Linked DNA regions of Gossypium hirsutum: regions 1, 3 and 4 are each linked to region 2. Evidence: chromatin contacts called from public Hi-C data. All regions are on one chromosome and are shown on one strand. Each heading gives the region's core, a stretch centred on a gene start, on an enhancer-like site or on the middle of the called end of the contact. The rest is flanking DNA. Distances are from core to core; before and after follow the strand shown. Region 1 holds the start of LOC107947743. Region 2 holds the start of LOC107961748. Region 3 holds the start of LOC107948137 (vacuolar protein 8). Region 4 holds the start of LOC107945928 (external alternative NAD(P)H-ubiquinone oxidoreductase B2, mitochondrial).

Region 1 (2,700 bases), core at 59-2,558, 540 kb after region 2:
AAGGTGGAAGGACGTACTAACAAACTATTAGTTAACTAGTTAACTAACTGACTGTTAACCCTTTTCTCTTATCATGCCCCGAGCTTGTTTGCTTCCTTTCCCCGGCATTAGCTTCATTGACTGAAACCCGAAGTTGACTTTTAAATTTTTTGAACAGGACTGCTGACAAGGGCTTGGTTAAAATGTCAGCCACCTGTTCTTGACTTGGAATGTGTCCAACTTGGAACAGGCCTTGTGCAACTTTTTCCCGTACAAAGAAGAGATCCAATTCGACGTGTTTGAATTTAGAATGTTGAACTGGGTTTCCTGCTACGGCCACGGTTGCGAAGCTGTCACACCATACAAGTGCTTTGCCGTAGTGAGAAACACAAAGTTCGGTTAACAGCGACTGTATCCACACCATTTCTACAATAACATGGGCGAGACTTCTGTATTCAACCTCTGCAGTCGAACGTGATACAACCTGCTGCTTCCTCGAGCTCCAAAAGACCAGATTTCTACCAAGAAACACACAATAACCAGACGTGGACCGGCGATCATCTACGTCAGCTCCCCAACTAGCATCAGAAAATCCCTCGAGTAACAGCTTGGAGCACTTTGTGAACCTCAGGCCATGATCCAGTGTTCCATGCAAATAACGGAGGATCCTCTTAACAGCTTTAAAATGCACATCAAGAGGTCGGTGCATGAATTGACACACCTTGTTGACAGCAAAGGCTACATCGGGCCTAGTTATCACTACATACTGCAATGCCCCAACGATACTCCGATAGAGATGAGCATCATCAACAGGATTCCCTTCATGAGCAGACAGCTGACACGTTGGTACTATGGGCGTTGGTAAACTATTTGACTTATCCATACCTGCTTGTTGTAGGAGGTCGAGAACATATTTCCTTTGGTTAAGAAACACTCCAGTAGAGGTATATTGGACTTCTATACCTAGAAAATAATTTAGTTGGCCAAGGTCTTTCAAAGAGAACTGAGCATCAAGTCTTCGAACAAAGCCATCTATGGTTTGAGAGTTGGTCCCAGTAACGATTATGTCATCGACATATATTAGCACATACAGTAGCTGTGATTCAGAGTGTTGAATAAAGAGTGAACTTTCGGCTTTAGAAGCAACAAAACCAGTGACCAACAGGAATTCTTTTAACTTGTGAAACCAGGCCCTAGGTGCCTGTTTGAGTTCATAAAGAGCTTTGCGCAACTGGCACACCAATGGTTGATTGTTATCTCTTTATTTTTCAAAACCCGCTGGCTGTTCCATATAAATCTCCTCTTGGAGATCGCCACTGAGGAAGGCATTATTTATGTCGACCTGTCTGAGAGACCAGCCCATCGAGACAGCAAGAGCTAGAACCACACGAATGTTTGTTGGTTTCACCACTGGACTGAAGGTTTCTTGGAAGTCCACCCTAGCTTCTTGGAGATACCCTTTTACTACCAACCGTCCTTTGTACCGAGCCACTGAACCATCGGCATTACGTTTGATTTTGAAAATCTACGACCTAGAGGTAAAGGCACAACGTCCCAAGTATGATTTGCAAGTAAGGCTTTGTATTCAGCATGCGCTGCTGCTGACCATGCAGGATGTAGGAGAGCTGCTGTAATGGAGGTAGGTTCCTCATCTTCTAGAACAGACGTGAACACTTTAGGCTTGTAAATTCCACTTTTAGATCTCGTTTGCATCGGGTGAGTATTTCCCAGGAGTAGATGCTGTTCAAAAGATGCAGATGAGTGTGATGAGTGTCCTGAATCTGGTGGTGAGTGTCTTGACTCTGGTGGTGTGAGAGAACGTCAAGACCCAGACGAGTTATCAGTTTGGCTTATGCTATCGTATGACACCGGAGTAATCCCTTCCTCATGAGGAGAAACAGTAGGAGGAGATGTATTACCCAACACCACTGGAAGGCGAGATTGATGCTGAAAACTTTGAACTGACTGAAAAGAGAACCAAATGAACTATCCTGTTTGAAAGGAAAACACGCCTCGTCAAATGTGACATGTCTGGAGACAAACACCCTACCACAACTGGCAATGCATCTATACCCTTTTTGATTTGACACCACTCCAAGAAACACACATTGACTGGACTGAACTCCAGCTTATGTCGATGATAGGGCCTCAAATAGGGATAACAAGCACATCCAAAAACCCTGAGGTACGAATAGGATGGCCTAACTTGATACAACATATCATAAGGACTTTGGTTGTGTAAAACAGGTGTTGGTAGCCTGTTAATCAAGTGCACATCATAAGAAAAAACATAATACCAGAACTCTAGAGGTAAGCCTGCCTGAGCTAAGAGAGTTAACCCCACATCTACAATTTGCCGATGCTTCCTTTCAGCCACCCCATTCTACTTCGAGGTGTGAGGGAAAGTTACCCGGTGTTGAATACCAAGGCGAGCAAGCTCCTTTGAGAGCGATCAATACTCCCCACCGCCATCAGATTGAAGAGCTTTGATGGAGTAACCAAATTGAACACGACCCATTTGATTAAACTGAAGAAAACATTGAAAAACTTCAGCTTTGGACTTGAGAAAATAAACCCAAATGTATCTACTATACACATCCACAAAGAAGACATAGTAAAGAAATCCATTGGACTTGACATGTGAAGGACCCCAAACATCAGTTGTTACTAGTTCAAAAGGTGAAGAATACACTGTTCGAGAGGAGCTGAAAGGCAGCTTAT
Region 2 (2,755 bases), core at 36-2,535:
GAATTTTTAAGAAATAAAATATCTATTTTAGACATGGTGTTATAAAGTAATAAATTTACATTTAAATAATGTTCAAATTAATTAATATTATGATATTTTAGTAAGAATATAAAAAATAATTTATTATAACTTGTTAATATTTTAATATATGAAATATAAATTTTAAATATTTTTAAAAAAATTTAATCTTAATTATTCATAAAATTTAATTTGAATATATAAACTATATTTTAAATAATAAAATATAACCAATAAAAAATTAAAATATAATATTATATATATAATAAATTTTAATAGGAAAATAATTATATACAAAATACAAACATTATATAAAATATATTATAAAGGTTAAAACTGTCATTTGATCTAAAAGCACTTTTGTCAATAGCAAAAGTTTAAAAGAAAATTGCTTTTGCTTTTAAATTCAAAAATACTTTTAAAAACACTTTTGACTCTACAAATTATTTGTTTAGCATTGCTTCTTGTTTGAAAAGTGCTTTTGTCCCCAAAAACACTTTTAAAAAGTAATGTTAAACAAATCCTTAGTTTTACACTAACAACTCAATTTAATTTGCTCAAGGTTTGATTGTTTGTTTTGTATCCAATTTTAGATAAGAAATTTCTTTCTTATTTGTCTCCGTTTGAATGAAATTTTTTATTTTGTATAATTTGAAATTTAATTTCTATATTTTAAAAGTTAAAAATTTTATCTTTTTATTTTTTTTCAATTTAAAATTTTTACTCTAATCATTATTGTTATTAATAATTTTTGTAAATATTTGTTAATTTATCATATTTAATTTTTGTCCATCATATCAGAGACTATTTGAAATTTTGAGTTACTGAATTTTTTAAATAAAGAAAAAATAAGACTTCATTTTAAACAAAGTCTCATTCAAGCCTAATTTTAACTTGGTCAATGGTAACTTACTCTCTCTTTTCCTCTCTGGCCTAATTGCTTAAGATTTAAGAGGACCAGACGAAGCCAATAATTCAATTTCCGCGCTATTCTCACTAATTATTTCTGTTATTACATTCTTAATTAACTTTCAACCACAAATATAATTATTTTAATCAATCCTTCTAATTTAAACAAAACCGTTTATAAGTAGAGCCAAAATTGCTATTTTAAAATCAAAGTTATAATGAATTTTCTTCCGTAATTAAAAAAAAAAACTAGAAATGGTATTGTTGACATTTCTCTTTCCTGTTGAATAAATAGAACACAAAAAAGGGCGTCAATCTTTTAATTAATTAATTGTAAGTACACCAAAATTACTTGGATTTTTTAATCACTAAAAAATATATTAAACAACCATTGAAAAAAGCTTAATTATCCATTAAATTTTGAACCTTTTTTTTTTAATGATCTTTTGAGTTGCAGGAAATGAAAATCCTTAAAGGTCCTCCTTTATCTTACACAACATGTACATGGCATGCTTATCCATTATCTTACAAAAAGCTAATGAACTGTGGTCATTTGACAAGTTGAAGCCCAACTCACTTTTGGCCCGTTTTTAATATCCCATAACCCATGTTTGTAAAGACTACACCAACAAGCCGATTTAATTTGCCTGTATTCTCCTCATCTCCATCTCCACCACATAAACTCCATAACGATCCAAATTCAACCTAATTCTCTTCTAGTGATCTTCTTTTGATCGAAACAGAAAGTATGATTTTACACTTACCTTGTACAACTCTTTATCAAACACCATTACTATCCAATCCTAGATATCCTCAAAAACTAGCTAAAACCCAAACCAGTTTTTCACCAGCAAACAAATTGTCCATTGCAAGAAAGCTTGTAATAAGAGGATGCAGCAATAGCCAAGGTGGTGAAGGAGAAAAGAAGACAGAAAGAAGAAGTTTCCTATCTCTAGAAGAGGCTGGTTTGGTTGAAATATCTGGTTTAAGCTCTCATGAAAAGTTCCTATGTCGATTAACGGTAAACCTCTCCTTAATATTCCATGGAAATGTGAAATCTAATATCTGAATGCTATTTAAGACTAAAATTAAGAAAATTGGGGGTATGGTTGCAGATATCATCATTGAATCTACTTAGAGTGATATCAGAACAGGAAGGATGTTCAATTGAAGAGATGAATGCTGGAAGAGTATGTGATTGGTTTGTGAAAGATAAACTGAAAAGAGAACAAAACATAGATTCTGCAGTTCTTCAATGGGATGAATCTGAATTTCCTTTTTAGATGGATTTAGATTATATAATTCTTATATAACTTTTTTAGCTTAACTGTGAATTTTCATTCAAATTAAAGTTTTTGGGTCATATCATAGTGGATCAAATTATTGTATGTTCTTTTAGTACCATTTGAATTTGAACTGGTATTGTTGAATTAAATTAACTTTGCTCATCAAATATATATTAATAGAGATTTTGTGTGTAAAACAAGTTCTATGATATTAATTTAATTAAATTTTATTTAAATTTATTCATATTTATAAATAATTAACCTGATTGTTATATATTATTTTATTTTTAATTTTATATAATTTTTTTATTAAAATTTTAAACATAAGAAATTCACATGTTTTTAATGTCTAAATTATAATATTATATATGGGTTAAATAAGATGTATAAGTCGATTTTGAAATTTATTTAGGTTTTTAGGCCGGTTTTAAAATTATTTAGGGAAATAAGTCGATTTTGAGGAAAAACGCGTCTAGCTGGGCAAGCTTTCTATACACGTGTCAAGAAAACTCGCCTAACTGGACGCACTTTTCCTTTAAGTT
Region 3 (2,700 bases), core at 94-2,593, 560 kb after region 2:
CAAAATCACCGCTTGAACATATTTTCAAGAGTGCCGTCACCCCACCATGAGCTGAAACAGACCATGCATTGTCTGAATTTACAGTCAATGTCTGAAGACACCTAACAGCTCCTTCTTTGCCCAAATTACTGCCGGTTTCCAAAATCCGATTTAAAGGGCCAATAATCCCAGCTTCAACTAAAACCCCTTTATACAAATCAAACCCAGAGATTAAAGATACAATCTTTGAAGCTTCTTCTTGAATTTCCATCTCTGGTGAATCAAGAAAATCGACCAACAATTTCACAATGTCACTAACTTCAAGTGCTACAAGTTTCATGTACCTTTCATCTTCAGCCATAAGTTGATATAAATTCACCAAGGACTGCCTTTTCATTTCTATATCACCAATCTTCATCCTTGTCAACAAATCTCTTACATAGAACCTCATGTCATCTTTACAAGCACCAAAACCAGGCCTGGAAACAACGATGGCGAAACCATGGCTCAGAACCCCAGCAGTGTAAATCCCTGAAAGATTCTTTACATGGAGATCAAATTTTGCAACCATCACATCAAGGTCATTTTGCATCAGGAGCTTTCCACTGTAAGAAAGATCCACACATCTTCTCCCGAGATCATAACACTCGTTTACAGTTGCCAAAATGGAAGGAACCACGTCAGAGAAGGCCGCTGCGTTTTCACTTGAATCACAGTTTCCAACAGCCATCAACCCAGAACTCATCTCTTCTAGCTTCTTTCGAATGAGTTGCCATTTAACATTAAAAACTTTGATAGAATGTGAAAGAGAAATCAAAGAAGATATAACCTGAACAGCCTGCTTGATACTAGATTTCATTGCACTGAAAGATTCTATTGAATTCTGGTGCTGCTTTTGCATTGGTTTCTCTTCTTCTCCCATTTTTTTCCCCTTTTTCTTCAAATTCAATGCTTGCTTTGAAGGAAGGAATCTAACACTGTCTAAGAAGAGAGAGAAAGAGGGCCACTGACTGCAGATATCTAATCTAAAGTTATCTTTTCATTTTGCAGCTGCAACTGAAATGGGGGTCTTTAATTTTATATTTAGAATAGAGGGCTGACCGTTTAGGTGGTGTAACAGTGACAAGTCAATAGGATGAAGATAAGGGTATAAATTTCTGCCATAATAACAAGGGTTAAAACTTAAAAGGGTGGCTGAAGCTCACAGCGTGAAAAGAACTGAGGAGGGAGATGGTTAAAAGGAAAAAGAAAAGTAGTGTATCTGATTCTGATCAGTGATAAAGGACTTGAAAGGTTTCATCTCTTTATTGACGATTGTATTTGTAGAACACTGTACATGCATGAATGGGGTTTTGCAGTGGGTTGCTGTGGGGGCACCTATCAACAATAAGGTTTCTTTAAAATCTCATCAGATCTCATGAACTTTCTATTTACTTTTCCACCGTTTCAATTTAATTGTATTGTAATATGTACAAGGTAAGAAAATGAATTTATGATAAAAATTTGAATTTTGATATAACGTAAATCAGCCTTAATTGGATTGTAATTCGTACGAGGTAAGAAAATAAACCTTAATTCTTAATTAGTCAAATGTCATCATTGTTTGTCCATAATCAAATCAATCAACAAATCTTGTTGGCTCATCTTTCCCACGTTAAATGTTAGTTTCTTTCTTCCATTATTTTTGGAGCAATTGCCCATATTTTTCTATAACTGCCCTAGATTTGATGAATATGTCAAAATAAAAGAAAAATTAAAGAAATAGGTTATTTTATAATATATTTAAAGAAATAAATTGATTTTTAAACACGACGTTTTTTTTTTCTTTTCAAAATCTGCCAAATAGAAAGTGCAGTGATTTAAATCTAAATCTTTTACATATCACTCCAACTTAGATAAAGATGAAATGGTAGAATGAAAAAAAATAAAAAAGCATCTACTATTACATAAAAAAAAACTTTATTTTAGATTTAAAAAGATTCAATTAAGTTGTTTTGAATTTTTCTTTATTCAATTGAGTCTGAAACTAATAAAATTGATCAAATAAGCTTTTTAACTGGCGTTTATCGTTAATATTTAACTGCAACGCTAATATGGCTGTTAATAGATACCATGCCAGCGTCGATTGATGACGTGGTGGTGCTACATCAACACCAATTGTTAACGTGGTAGTGTCATGCCAGCAAAATAAAAAAAATATAAGAAAATATCTAAATTTATATTTTTAAAATAATTGCAAAATAAATCTAGATAAAGAGGTGTCGACAAGTGATTGTCTGTGTTCATTTGAACGTGGACACCTATTTATCTAGATTCATTCTGTAATTATTAAAAAAATAAAAAAAATCATTAAAGTTTACTAAAATTTATAAAATTTATTAGAAATTATTTAAAAATCATAAAATATATTAAAAATTATTAAAAACCATAAAAATTTAGAAAAAAAGATTTTTTAAAATTATAAGAAATTAATTAAAAATCAAAAAATTATAATTATTTAAATTATTTTTATAAAAATTATATTCCTCATTTTGATTAAATTATTTGATTAATATAACTTGTGCAAATTGAAAAATGAGAGGCAAAAATATGACAAAAAACTGTTAATCTTAATTTTATGATATAAGTTGTTGATCTTTTTTTATTTAAAATATAAAAATAATAAAATAAATTTTACAAAATTTATAAAATTGTCTGATTTTTAATTAATTTATAATATTT
Region 4 (2,700 bases), core at 142-2,641, 660 kb after region 2:
ACTCATTCCTCCCCAACCAGTTCCAAGCAGCACCACCTTCTTTTTCTTGGGAACTTGTTCAGATGAAGCAATTCGACGGTCATCATTAGATGCCACCGCATCAGCATGAGCAATATGGCCCTTACTGCCATTGAATGCGTTTGCTTCAGCATAAGCTATAAGGCTCCCACCACTGCACCAAAAAAATGCAATAGACTTAGAGCTGAAGGAGAATGCTTAATGGAAAGTTTCAAACATACAGTTCGTTTTTAACTAATCTTGAGAAATTAATAAATTACGCACTCAAGCTCCTAAACTTTGCAGATACATTCAAACAGGACAAATTTTTAGATCTTTTCCCATTTCCTTTACAATTTTAAAGAAGCAAATAAAGCTTCAATTTTCCTAGCGTGCATAATTCACTGACACCGGCCTTTAGGCAGAGATGACAGTTCTCTTCCTCCCTATAATTCAAAACATATTTGCTCTGTTCTTCAGACTTCTGACAGAGCATTTCAATATTCCAAATTTCAGCTCAAAATCTCAAAAAAAAAAAACATCATTCATCAGATGGGCCTAAAAACAATCGCCTATCTAAATGCAGAGAGAATCTACAAACAAAAAACAGCATGAACCACAAATCAATATTAAGAAACTAAATCTATGATAATAAAAAAATAGAAACACAAAGAGGCACTCAGGTCATGCTTAACAACTTCATAGAACCAAAAAGCAAATAAAATATTTGTATATAAAGTTATAAACACAAGAAAAATGCTTAAAAAATGGGGGAAAAAAAGAAAGAAAGAAGGAATGAAAAAAGCACCTGATAGTAGAGACGACGATGACCTTAGAAAGAGAAGGATAATCATTAAAAGCCCTGGATAGTCTCCCGAAGAAGTTGAAGTTCCTCATCTTGGTGCTCTGTAGATCTGTTCTTTTACTTGTTTAGCCTATATGAACCAAGAAAACTGGAGGAAAATCACAGAGAAAGCGGTTACGTATTAAAAATACAAAAAGGCAGAAGAAGAAAAAAAAAGAAAAAGAGTAGATGAGAAACGCGAGGTTCGTGGCGTTGTCACACGATGGTTCCAGGTCTTTACTACCTCGCTTTCTTTTTCAATGACTTGGAGAGCAAGGCAGAGGCGGCAATGTGCTACTATATTTATGGAATCATTATTATATAATTTTTGGTCAAAATATTTTAATGAATTAAATATTAAATAGTATCTGGATCCTTAATTGCGCCGCCGTCACTACATTATGACCGCTACGTCTCTGTGAAAAACCTGTGTCCGTTGGATCCATCAATCCTCGGAATTTATTTTTTCTTATTCTCTTTCTTTAATTTAAGAGATTTTTCAATGATTCATGTTTTTTTCTTGGATAGACCGTTGAACCTAATTAGGGTTTTGAACCCCACCCCCCCCCCAAAAAAAAATTACAAATCATATGTAATATATTGATTTCCTTTTAACAATCAATTCTTTTTATAAAACAATAAAGGGTATTTTTGTCATTTAAAATAATGTAAAATTTTAAAAAATATGAATTTGAATTTAAAATACAGTAATTTTCTTTGTCTTTATTATTTCATTAAAAGCTTCATTTTATTTTAGAATTAATTATTTATATATAAAATTTTATTCACTCAAATCATAATCTTGTTATTCTAAAAGTTTTATTTTATTAAAAATTCAAAATTTAAAATTTAAAATTTAAAATTTAAAATTCTAATTAATTAAATTTTTTATATTGGCTGTCTAAAAAAACTCTTATATTGACATTTTAAAAATTCATGATAATGACATATACTAAAAAAACAAATTAATTAGAATTTTAAATTTTTAATAAAAATTAAAATTTAATCTTTGAACCATAAATAAAACGTGTTAAATATCAAGAAATAAAAAATATTTTAATAATCACTGAAATCAAAATAAAATAAAATCATGAAGCCTTCCTAAAATTAAAGGCGGGAAAAAAAAAGAAAGAAAGAAAGGCAGGCGTAATATTGGAAGAGAAAAGTACATATACAGAATGAGCATATAAAGGACAGGCTGTTAATTGCAGAATGTTAGGTGGTCAAATAGAAGGTGGTAATAAAGTCGGCAATTAGCATGCTTTACGTCATTGTTTTGTACACACACCACAAACATTGCTGACAACCTCCATGTTTTCCTTTGCCGCAAAGCATATTTTTCATGTTCTCTTTTGGTAATCAATAAGCGGTCCATAATTTATGGAATCCAATTTATTTTTTTTAAAAGTAAATAATATAAATAATGTATGGTGGCCACTCTTAAAATATCAACATTAACATACTAAAATCAATATAAGTATCAAATGTTTTAAATATGGATTTTAACCTGTCAATGGATTCATATTCATGTTCAAATTCTAATTTATATTATTTTTAATTCATTTTTATATTGTGAGCCAATTAAATTATAAAAATTAAAACAACTTATTTTAGTTATATATGTTGGGAAGAAACCGAACAACCGAAACAAAGCGAAAGCACAACCGGTGTTCTTTCTCTCCTTATAACTCCTGTAAAAATTATGGCAAGCACAATAGCACAAGATATGTTCTCTAGCAACCTTAATCAACCACAAATCAACTAATGCAACCACAACAAAAAAAATAGAGACACCGATATTTTTACGTGGAAAACCCCTCTAAATTAAGGGTAAAAACCACGGGACTTTAGAGTCCGAT

The links. Hi-C and Micro-C count contacts between places; a contact is called where the count stands out from the background.
Region 1: a contact with region 2 is called in a Hi-C map of leaf, with 3 times the contacts expected there. The contact joins the promoter of LOC107947743 here to the promoter of LOC107961748 in region 2. A contact is called at or near these places in 7 of 34 Hi-C or Micro-C datasets (callus, hypocotyl, leaf and 1 more).
Region 3: a Hi-C map of leaf shows a contact between it and region 2, with 3 times the contacts expected there. The contact joins the promoter of LOC107948137 here to the promoter of LOC107961748 in region 2. A contact is called at or near these places in 4 of 34 Hi-C or Micro-C datasets (all in leaf).
Region 4: a contact with region 2 is called in a Hi-C map of leaf, with 3 times the contacts expected there. The contact joins the promoter of LOC107945928 here to the promoter of LOC107961748 in region 2. A contact is called at or near these places in 9 of 34 Hi-C or Micro-C datasets (callus, hypocotyl, leaf and 2 more).

The regions. Positions count from the first base shown.
Region 1 is chrA06:91,970,381-91,973,080 of Gossypium_hirsutum_v2.1, reverse strand. It overlaps LOC107947743, which reads right to left and starts at 1,308. Exons shown (of 2, transcript XM_016882274.1): 1 at 1,255-1,308; 2 at 44-1,210. The coding sequence starts at 1,308. The coding sequence ends at 44.
Region 2 is chrA06:92,506,327-92,509,081 of Gossypium_hirsutum_v2.1, reverse strand. LOC107961748 reads left to right here and starts at 1,285. Exons shown (of 2, transcript XM_016897849.2): 1 at 1,285-1,948; 2 at 2,043-2,356. The coding sequence starts at 1,676. The coding sequence ends at 2,210.
Region 3 is chrA06:91,951,087-91,953,786 of Gossypium_hirsutum_v2.1, reverse strand. It overlaps LOC107948137 (vacuolar protein 8), which reads right to left and starts at 1,343. Exons shown (of 1, transcript XM_016882604.2): 1 at 1-1,343. The coding sequence starts at 901.
Region 4 is chrA06:91,850,247-91,852,946 of Gossypium_hirsutum_v2.1, reverse strand. LOC107945928 (external alternative NAD(P)H-ubiquinone oxidoreductase B2, mitochondrial) reads right to left here and starts at 1,391. Exons shown (of 11, transcript XM_041115686.1): 1 at 1,086-1,391; 2 at 806-950; 3 at 1-172. The coding sequence starts at 894.